3 separate regions of the Mus musculus genome follow, and all the other regions are linked to region 1. Evidence: chromatin contacts called from public Hi-C and HiChIP or PLAC-seq data. All regions are on one chromosome and are shown on one strand. The core of a region is the stretch at or near the end of the contact, and the rest is flanking DNA. Distances in the headings are between cores, read along the strand shown.

Evidence for each region. Hi-C and Micro-C count contacts between places; a contact is called where the count stands out from the background. HiChIP or PLAC-seq counts read pairs in DNA pulled down with a chosen protein or histone mark.
Region 2: a contact with region 1 is called in a Hi-C map of B cells, with 5 read pairs. The contact joins the promoter of Ddah2 here to the promoter of H2-Q6 in region 1. A contact is called at or near these places in 1 of 484 Hi-C or Micro-C datasets (B cells) and 1 of 115 datasets of contacts at active chromatin or transcription factors (memory CD8 T cells).
Region 3: a contact with region 1 is called in an H3K27ac HiChIP or PLAC-seq map of microglia, with 7 times the contacts expected there. The contact joins the promoter of Dhx16 here to the promoter of H2-Q6 in region 1. A contact is called at or near these places in 1 of 484 Hi-C or Micro-C datasets (B cells), 1 of 115 datasets of contacts at active chromatin or transcription factors (microglia) and 1 of 9 other capture datasets (adipose tissue).

Annotation. Positions count from the first base shown.
Region 1 is chr17:35,423,236-35,426,450 of GRCm38.p6, reverse strand. It overlaps H2-Q6 (histocompatibility 2, Q region locus 6), which reads right to left and starts at 1,601. Exons shown (of 7, transcript NM_207648.2): 1 at 1,511-1,601; 2 at 1,074-1,343; 3 at 605-880. The coding sequence starts at 1,574.
Region 2 is chr17:35,057,702-35,060,612 of GRCm38.p6, reverse strand. It overlaps Ddah2 (dimethylarginine dimethylaminohydrolase 2), which reads right to left and starts at 1,578. Exons shown (of 7, transcript NM_001190449.1): 1 at 1,341-1,578; 2 at 152-510; 3 at 1-10. The coding sequence starts at 448. Clic1 (chloride intracellular channel 1) reads right to left here. Exons shown (of 6, transcript NM_033444.2): 6 at 1,894-2,283. The coding sequence ends at 2,122.
Region 3 is chr17:35,878,247-35,881,499 of GRCm38.p6, reverse strand. Dhx16 (DEAH (Asp-Glu-Ala-His) box polypeptide 16) reads right to left here and starts at 1,722. Exons shown (of 20, transcript NM_026987.2): 1 at 1,382-1,722; 2 at 1-222. The coding sequence starts at 1,588.

The sequences.
Region 1 (3,215 bases), core at 352-2,851:
TATATAAAAAGAAAACGAGAGGGGAAAAACACAAGAAAAGTATTTGTTTAGGGTAACCCATAATGGCTCATGTAACTATTCACCATTGCAGGAATAGATAGAATTGGGTGTCTAAGGATGCAAACCCCACAGACAGGGAAGGATCTGGTAGACTGTATTCTTTGGAAAGTTCTAGAAACTGGGGGAACCAGCCTAGTGTAGGATAGTCCATGTCTCCCATCGGGTAAAGGAGACTTCAGGTCATGAGGTGTAAGGGCTGACACACTCAGCAGGACAGGAGTCAGTGTCTACAGACAGTGGGTGTGGGCTGAGAACCCGGCCTGGGAGAGGCCATGGCTGACAGAGGCTACAGGGCAACTGAAGGGAGCAGCTGTTGTTACCTCAGGGAAATTCTCTCCTTCCCTCCTGAGACAGCCTGGGCACTGTCCAGGGAGAAGGCTGAGCCCTGGGAGAGTCAGTGCAGTCACTGTGATGAGGGATCAGGAGACCCAGGGTCACTCTCTCCCCTGTGAGACAGGGGCATCACCCAGCTGAGGGTTTCTTCTTCCCCAGGACTGAGCCCCAGCCCGAGGGCAGAGGGAGGAGCTGCCCGCGGCCCCTGCACCTGTGCACAGCAGCGTCTCCTTCCGGAGCTGCAGGTATCTGCGGAGCGACTGCACGCAAGCGCCCTCCAGGTAGGCCCGGTCTCTCTCTGCAATACCAGCCTGCTCCCACTTGTGTAGGGTGATCTGTGCAGCCATGTCCGCCGCCGTCCAGGTTTTCAGGTCTTCGTTCAGGGCGATGTAATCGCGGCCTTCATAGGCGAACTGCAGGTACCCGCGGAGGAGGCGCTCGTCGGACCCCACGTCACAGCCATACATCCACTGGAGTGTGTGAGAGCCTGCGGGACCCAGTGGTCAGTCCCTCCTCCGCCCACCCCCCCCCCCACCCCCCACCGCGGACTCCTCCAAACTGAAAGGGAATCCGGTCCTGGGTCAGTTCTGCTCCTGAAACTCGGACTTTGGACCCGGGACCTCACCGGCCTCTGTTTCGGGACGTGGAGGGGTCGTGACCTCCGACCCGGGGTCACTCACCGCCCTTGCTCTGGTTGTAGTATCTCTGTGCGGTCCTCAGGCTCACTCGGAAACTCTCCTCATGGCCCTTGGCTTTCTGTGTCTCCCGCTCCCAATACTCCGGCCCCTCCTGCTCCATCCACCGCGCCCGCGGCTCCATCCTCGGATTTTCCGCGTCGCTGTCGAAGCGCACGAACTGCTTGTTGTCCACGTAGCCGACGATAATGAACCGGGGCTCCACGAGGCCGGGCCAGGACACAGCAGTGTGGAAATACCGCAGCGAGTGTGGGCCTGGGGGCGGCGCGCGGTGAGACCCCGACCTCCTCCCGGGACCCCGGTCGGGTACGCGGGCCGGGAGTGGAGCAGGGCTCGGGGCTCGGGTGGAGAAGGGGCGGAGGTCCGGTGGGCGACGCGGGGACGCGGCACAGGGGCTGTTTCCCTCCCGACCCCGCACTCACCCGCGCGGGTCTCGATCAGGGTCAGGGCGGCCGCCACCAGCAAGAGCAGCGTTGTTAGAGCCATTGCTCCTCTCGGGGATTCAGGTCGACTGACTCCTGTGGGCAGCGTGGACTTTACAACCCGCTCCCGCGCCGACGCTGATTGGTTCCCGGTGATCACCTCACCCAATAGGGGTGAGAACTGTTACAGGTCATCAGTGTCCTGGCAGAATGAACTGACCCAGGTTAGGAGCAGAAGTGAAACTGGGGAGATGGGGAATCCCCAGCCATGGGCTTCCCCACCCTTGACCTCACAGCCTGGAGATTAAGACTTTGCCTGAACCCTGTGCCGGGGACAGAGAGCTGTTTGTCATGGTGTCTCCGAGTTCTGATCCAGAAGCTGTCAGGACACCAGGAGAGACCCGCAGGCCATACTCTCTGTGCCCTATCCTCCACTCTTCCTCTTCCTTCTTCTCTTCAGAAGTCAGACCTTGGAGTCTTCTAGAAGAAATGCCACTTCTGGGAATACAATGGAGACACAAGCACTTGGGGATGCAGTGAAGATAGGCTTCTCCTTAAAGCAGAGGCGCTGGTCTGCAAAGCCCCACATGGACTCCATAGAGACCAGGCTCTGTTCACCTGCAATGGGCGGCTCACACTTCCAAGCCTGAGTGCAGGACTCTCATCAGTTAAGTGTAGACTTCGCCTCTCTCCTCAGGATCTGTCTTCTCACAGATTCCTTGTGTTACCTCCTAGTTGAAGAGCTGTGGCTGCAGGGTTTTTGTTTGTTTGTTTGTTTGTTTGTTTCTTCTTTGGTTTTTTTTTTTTTTTTTTTAGAGATAGGGTTTTTCTGTATAGCACTGGCTGTCCTGGAACTCACTTTGTACTCCAGGCTGGCCTCGAACTCAGAAATCCACCTGCCTCTGCCTCCCAAGTGCTGGGATTAAAGGCATGTGCCACCACGCCCGGAATCTTTGTTTTGTTTTTGTTTTTTAAAACAAAGATCTTCCTTCTGAGTTTGTCTGTGTAGACCTGGGACTCAGCACAGGAGATCCCCTTGTCCACTGAAGAGAGACCCCTGTGCAGACCACAGACAGCAGGGCACTGATCGCTGTCTCCACTGCACTTCTCTATTTCTGCACTTCCAAGGTGCAGTTGCTTTAGTGACTCAATCACAGTAGGAGAGGAACTGTCACCAACTATAACACAGAATAAATATGATAGTATGGTAGAAGCTATGTAATTTCTGACCCTCTCCCTCCCTCCCTGACCTTCACTCACACGTATGAGCTGATGAGGTGAGGGACATGAATGTCACAGCTGTGTGGGACATGGGTTCTGATAATTGAGTTGGCCCCAGAGTTCCCCAGGCCTGTGCAGTGTGGACACTGGAAGAAAGATGATTCTCATGCCAGAGAGCACACACTGGTGATGTGAGGTTTCATCCCTGATCAGTAGTGTGGAGGAAAGATTAAATTTACCCATTTCATGATTCTGTAGATCTTTTCAAATAGCAGCCACAGAAGTGAAGTGGAAAGAAGAGCAGAGATGGGTGGGTACTCCCAAAGTGAGTCACTCATCACACAGAGCAACGAATGTGTGTGACCACAGGTGTGAACTCCAGTCACCTCCCCATGAACGTCTCCACAGCTGCCCCCCCCAGCCTCACCAGGATTCAGCAGACCCTGTCTCCCTGAACCCCTCTTATTAGATGCTGTGAGCATTT
Region 2 (2,911 bases), core at 329-2,828, 370 kb after region 1:
CTCCATCAACCTTGGAGAAGAGAGAGCAGGCAGAGACATCCTCACTCCCTATTTTCTGCCAATCCCAGACATCCAGCCTCCTCCCCTCGACCTTCTTCCACCCCACCCCGCGCAATCCTGTTCTCCAACACACCCGCACCCGGGTCCTCACCTCAGGCCTACGTGCTGGGCTCCAGGGCCTTGTGATTAGGGCCGTGTCTCCTTGGATCACAGCCGTGTCACCAAGCAGTGGTCCCAGCGGCAGTGACTCCTCAGGAGGCAGTTCAAGCAGCTGCAGCCCTAGTCGTTGCCTCAGTTTACCTCCTAGTACTCCATGCTCCCTTTGAGCTTTAGCCAGGTCCAGAGCCGGAAGACCAGCGCCAGCACCTTCCCCGGATGCCAAGCTCTCGGGGACACCCCGGATCAGGGCATGGGAACAACGACCCAGCCCCTCCCCCGGCGTCCCCATCACATCCACACCGAAGCCCCTTCCAGCCAAGCTGTTTTGTTTTTTCTCTTGACTTCACTGGTCTAAGAGAAGAAACAGAAAGGGGTGGGGGTAGAAGAGAAAGACATGCAAAGAAGAGAAGGGGTGAGTGTTAAAAGCTCCTAGGTCTTCCTCCTGCCATCTCCAGGCGCCCCTCCCACTCTGCCCCACCCCCTCCAAACCTTCTGGCTCTGTGGACCCCGCTCAGCCTCCTTTCACCGGGGATCTGCTTTAAGAGGCGCCCAAGGGAACAAGACTTGGATCCTTAATCTCCCAAACACCTGTTGCCCCTGCTCGGGGCTCCGCTAGGTCCCTGCCCCGCGCCCCTCCTGGCAGCCGCTAGGATGCGCTCACTCCCCAAAAATGCGGCGGCCCCGCCCCCTTAACCCTCAGCTGCTCGCAGCAGGAGGGACCCAAAGTCCTGCCAGGGACCCGCAGAGGTTATAGGACTGGAAAAGAAAACTGGGTGGTGAATCAGGACCTGGGGTGTGAAGTCCCGTATGCTCGAAGGAGAAAGGGAAACGGGCGCAAACCCGAGGAACTAGAATCTAAGGAGTTAAGCATCCTCTCTCTCCACCCCGGGTCGTCACGCTGCCCTTCGAGCGACCCAGTACAAACCAGACTTAGTCCCGGAGGACTGGGAGAGGTCTTAAACGAAATCTGGAGGGCGGAGAAACGGGGGAGGGGCGCGGCGTGGAGCCACTCCAGGCTTCAGAACTCCGTACCCCTGTCCATCTTCTAAAGTCTACCCCGCCCAGCTCTTCGCCCAAGTGCAGGTTATTCGCACACTCCGTCCGGTGCAGGGACGTATGCAGCACCCCCAAACTCCAGTCTCCCCATACCGTTTCGGAGACAGCCCCCTCTTCAGACTCACCAGCGGCCACCTCCACTCCTGCAGCCTTGTGATTTCAGCCTTGGCCCCACCCCCAGAGGAGAGAGTTAATGAAGATGGGAGTCTGAGTCCTCAAGCTGGAGAGACGGATAGCTCGGGCTTTTGAGGGGTTCCCAGGGTAGGCGAGCTCACGTACGACGATGGGGCGGGGGCGCGATGGTCTGGCGGCTCCGGGGCATTGTCTAAGCGGGACGGGGCGGGACCTTCTAAGACCACGCCCATTCCGCCCTGCTAGGCCGCGCCCATTCCTCCAGGGCTGAGTGCCCCCCTTCCCTGAACTCAGGCACCGCCCCCAGAGCAGTGTCCAGGCCCACCCTGATCCTGCTAGCCCTGGCTGTGGGGTTACAATCGCGATGTGGACCACGAAACAGCCCTCTTATGGACAGATACAAAACATGGCAGCCCCTGTACAAACACTCCCCTCCCAAATTCCCAGCAGTTACACTGAGCTTAAAAGATCACTGACCCTTCTCTTCATTTGGAGCCCACTACACTTTAAGCCGTCTTTGTGTAAAAACAACACTAGATTTTTTTCCATTCTGTATTTTATTACTGAAATGCGTTGTCCTACCCACCCCATCCCAAAATAAAAATCTTACCCTTGTCCACTATCCTTTGCCTTATCCCACAGCCCCACCCCACAAGTGCCCCGGATTTCCTGCCCACTGGCAATTTCGGAGTGTGTCCATTATGCAGCAACGTGGAAGCCCCCCGAAGCCTCTGTGGAGAGCACAGAGTGGGTGAAGGACCCTTTAAAAAGTGCTCATTTGAGAGCCCTGGCCACTTGCTCATAGGCTAGCTCTATCTCTTCATCATCTGGACAGGTGGAGGCAAATTCTTCCCGGGCATAAGCGTTGCTCAAGTACCGATGCACTCCACGGAATGCCTCTGGGATGGTGAAGCCTCTGTACTTTTTGCACACCACCTAAAGGTTAGAGAGAGGTCAGTGTGTTAGCCCCAGGGAAGGCATGCTTGCTTTGCTTTGAAGCTGTTGAACTTTCTCTTCCTTTAGGGTCTGCCAGGTAAAAAACAAAAACAAAAAACAAAACAAAACAAACAAAAAACCGAGCCCTGTCCAGGATGCCAGACCAATGAACTTCGATTCTTACAAGCTTTTTTGCTGCCGTTCTTTTGAGATAGGGTCTCTCTGTGTCACGCAGGCTGGATGATCTCTGGAATGGTATTACAGACATGTACCCTGTGCCTAGAGTCTTTAAAAATTGTACTTTTAGATGTTATTTATTTAGGCTTTTCAAGACAGGGTTTCTCTGTGTAGCCCTGGCTGTCCTGGAACTTGCTCTGTAGACCAGGCTGGTCTCAAACTCTGGAATGCACCCATCTCTACCTCCTAAGGGCTGGGATTAAAGGCGTGCACCACCATGCTGGCTAGACTTATTTTTATTTTATGAGGATGGGCGTTTGTTTATTTGTATGACTGTGCATCAGATCCTCTGGTCTGAGTTACAGATGCTGTTAGGTGCCATGTGGGTGCTGGCAACTGAACATGGTCCTCAAGAAGAGCAGTCAGTGCTCTTAACCCCTGAGCCAGCCCC
Region 3 (3,253 bases), core at 473-2,972, 450 kb before region 1:
GGAAACCTCTTCCTCCTCGTCCTCCTCGTCCTCCTGGTGTTTCTTCCTGAGGTGTTTCCGTCTCTTCCGCTTCTTCTGGAGGCTGCTCCCGTTACTACCCACTGCCTCCTCGCCGCTCTCGCTGTCTTCCAACAACTTATAAGAACGGTTTTTCTCTAGCAGGGCTCGGGCCTCTCGCTCAGCTGCCCGAGCTGGCTTTTCCACCACAGCCTTCCGTGGCACCTGCCGGTAGATATGACAGCTCCTGACCTCAGTACCCTCATTTGCCTACGAACCGGTTACTATATCTAAAGCCTGTCTCCATCTTTCTCTTCTTCGTGGTCTTGTTCTACGGTCATAGCTCAACAGGGCTCCGCAGCTTCTGAACGTCCTTCTAGGAATCCACTGAGCAAATGATTACTGAAAGCCATCCCGTGGTGGAGGCAAAGAACCAGCTCTCACAGGTTGTACGCTCACAGCCTCACACGGGCATATGCACGAACTAAAACTTCTTCCTAACTTTAATGACTTACTTTTATTTTTATGTGCACTGGTGTTCTGCCTGCAACGTGAGCTGTGTGTGAGGGTGCTGAATCTCATAGAACTGGAGTTACAGTTGTGAGTTGCCACGTGGGTTCTAGAAATTGAACCTGGTTCCTCTAGAGGAACAGCAAGTGGTCTTAATCCCTGAGCCATCTCTTCTTGCCCCACGATAGAATTTTTTTTTTAAAGTATTGGTTCTGAGCTTAAGTAGTTTATGTTCTAAAACCCATTTTCTTTTCATGATTTATTTTTCATTTATTTATGTGTATGGGGTACCTGGCAAAGGCCAGAAGCCCTCCGATCTCCTTGGAGCTGGAATTACAGATGGTTGTGTGCCACTAGGCCTGGTTGCTGAGAACTGAACTCAAGTCTTCCAGATGCACAAGGGGTCTTAACTGCTAAGCCATCCCTCCCCAGCCTCGATCCTATTTCCTAAATGCTAATTCTCCTAGCTCTGTTCTCAGTGACTCTTTCCCAGGGCTGGGGATTGAATCCAAGGCTTACTGTATGCTAGACAAACATTCTACCAACTGAGCTACATCCTTAGGCCTGGGGTATGTGCTGTAACTAACAATGGCTCTAGCTTAAACATGTATGTAGAGCCCCATCTCGAGTCTTCTCCACAGACCTGTATACACCCAACACCTAGCATGATATCTAGATAACAGAGGAAAAAAATTAAATGGTGGGCGGAACCAAGAATGAAAGGTCTCTCTGTCACCCCACTACCAGGGAGGCTCGCTGCAAGTTCTAAGCCAGCCTGTGTACTATATTGAAAGTTGCAGGCTATCACAGAATAGACAGCCACACTGCGTACGAGCCAATTCGGCTGTGAGTGGCCTGCCCCGGCGGCACACACCTTGCTCCAGAGCTTCAGGGCGAAGTCCCGCGCCGGCCCCCCGAGGTCCAGGGTGTCGGTGTCCCGCAGGCGCTGCACGAACTCCTCGGCGGAGGCGCAGCGCTGTGCGGTGCCGATCAGGAACTGCGCGACGTGCCGCTCGCTCAGCCCCAGCACCGAGTGCAGCTCCTCCTGCACCCACCGCTCCAGCCCCGCCGGCGTCGCCATGGCGACGCGTCCTGCTCCGGGCGCGCAACCGCGGAACGGCCAGGACTGCGGCGGGGACAGAGCCTGCGGTACTACCGCCTCGCTCCGGCTGCCGTAGAGACTCCAATTCCACAGACCGCGAAACCCGGAAAGAGTCGCGCTCTTCCGGCCAGGGATCGACGGTGGCTGGGCGGGTTCAAATCGCGCAGCCTCTTTCCCGACGCTAAGTGCAAGAGGCTTTCATGCACAGCCTCGTCCAAGCTCTCCGTCGCCCCCTAATGATCTGTGCGCGGGTGCAGTTCTCTATCAATACAAGCTGTCAGTGATGACTAACTAGTTCCCACAGCTGGGATAAATAAAAGACGTACAAATCAGGGTTAGGAAAACAAGATATATAACAAAGGGCTGGAGAGACGGCTCAGCGAAGTCGAGTTCGATTCGGTGCACCCACATCCCTCACCAACAACCACGTATATCTCCAGATCCAGGAGGATCTACCACCTCTGGTCTCTTCTGACACCTGCACTTGTGTGCACGTGCTCATACACAAACACACATACACCTAATTTTTTTAAAAATAAATTTTTTTTTTTTGGTTTTTCGAGACAGGGTTTCTCTGTCTTGGAACTCACTTTGTAGACCAGGCTGGCCTCGAACTCGGAAATCTGCCTGCCTCTGCCTCCCGAGTGCTGGGATTAAAGGCGTGCACCACCACGCCCGGCCTAACTTAAAATATTAAAAATTAAAACAACAAAAACTAAAGGTACATAATAAATACATTTAGGTGGGAGTTTGGGTATCATAAGATTTTAATATTTATTTATTTAATGTGCATGTGGGTTTGCCTGCATGAATTTATCTGCACAGTATGTGTGTGTGTGTGTGTGGTGTGTGTGTGTGTGTGTGTGTGTGTGCCCTTTTAGGTCAGAGATATTGTGTCTCTCTGAACTTGGAGTTACTGGTGGTTGGGACCTGCCTGATATAGGTGCTGGGAACCAAACACCAGTCTTCTGAGAGCAGCAAGTGCTCTTAACCACTGAATCATCTCTCCAGCCCCTCTATTGGGTGTGTGTGTGTGTGTGTGTGTGTGTGTGTGTGTGTGTGTGTAGGCATTTTACTTGCAAGTATGTATACCACTCAGAATCTGGAGGAGGGCATTGGATCTCCTGAAAATGTAGTTAGGGGTGTTTTTGAGACATCACGTGAGTGCTGGGAGTTAAACCTAAGTGTTCTTAATTGAGAAGCCAGCTCTCCAGTTCACCATTTAAAAAACAAAAACAAAAAACAAAAAAACACGGGACTCATGTACAATTAGCTGGCCTTGTATGTACTACATAGCTAAAGATAACTTTGAACTCTTATTTATTTATTTATTTACTTACGCACTTAATTACTTACATCCTCAAAGCTGCCCCCTCCTGGTCCCCCCTGAAAGAGTTTCTCCCCCTATTCCCCTTCTCCTCTGAGAGGGCACCTCCCCACCCCAGTATCCTCCCTACCCCCCACCCCCCACCCCCGCAACCTTGAACTCTTTTTGTTTGTTTGTTTTTTGTTTTGTTTTTTTGAGACAGGGTCTCTCTGTATAGCCCTGGCTGTCCTGGAACTCACTCTGTAGACCAGGCTGGCCTCGAATTCAGAAATCCTTCTGCCTCTGCCTCCCAAGCGCTGGGATTAAAGGTGAGCGAC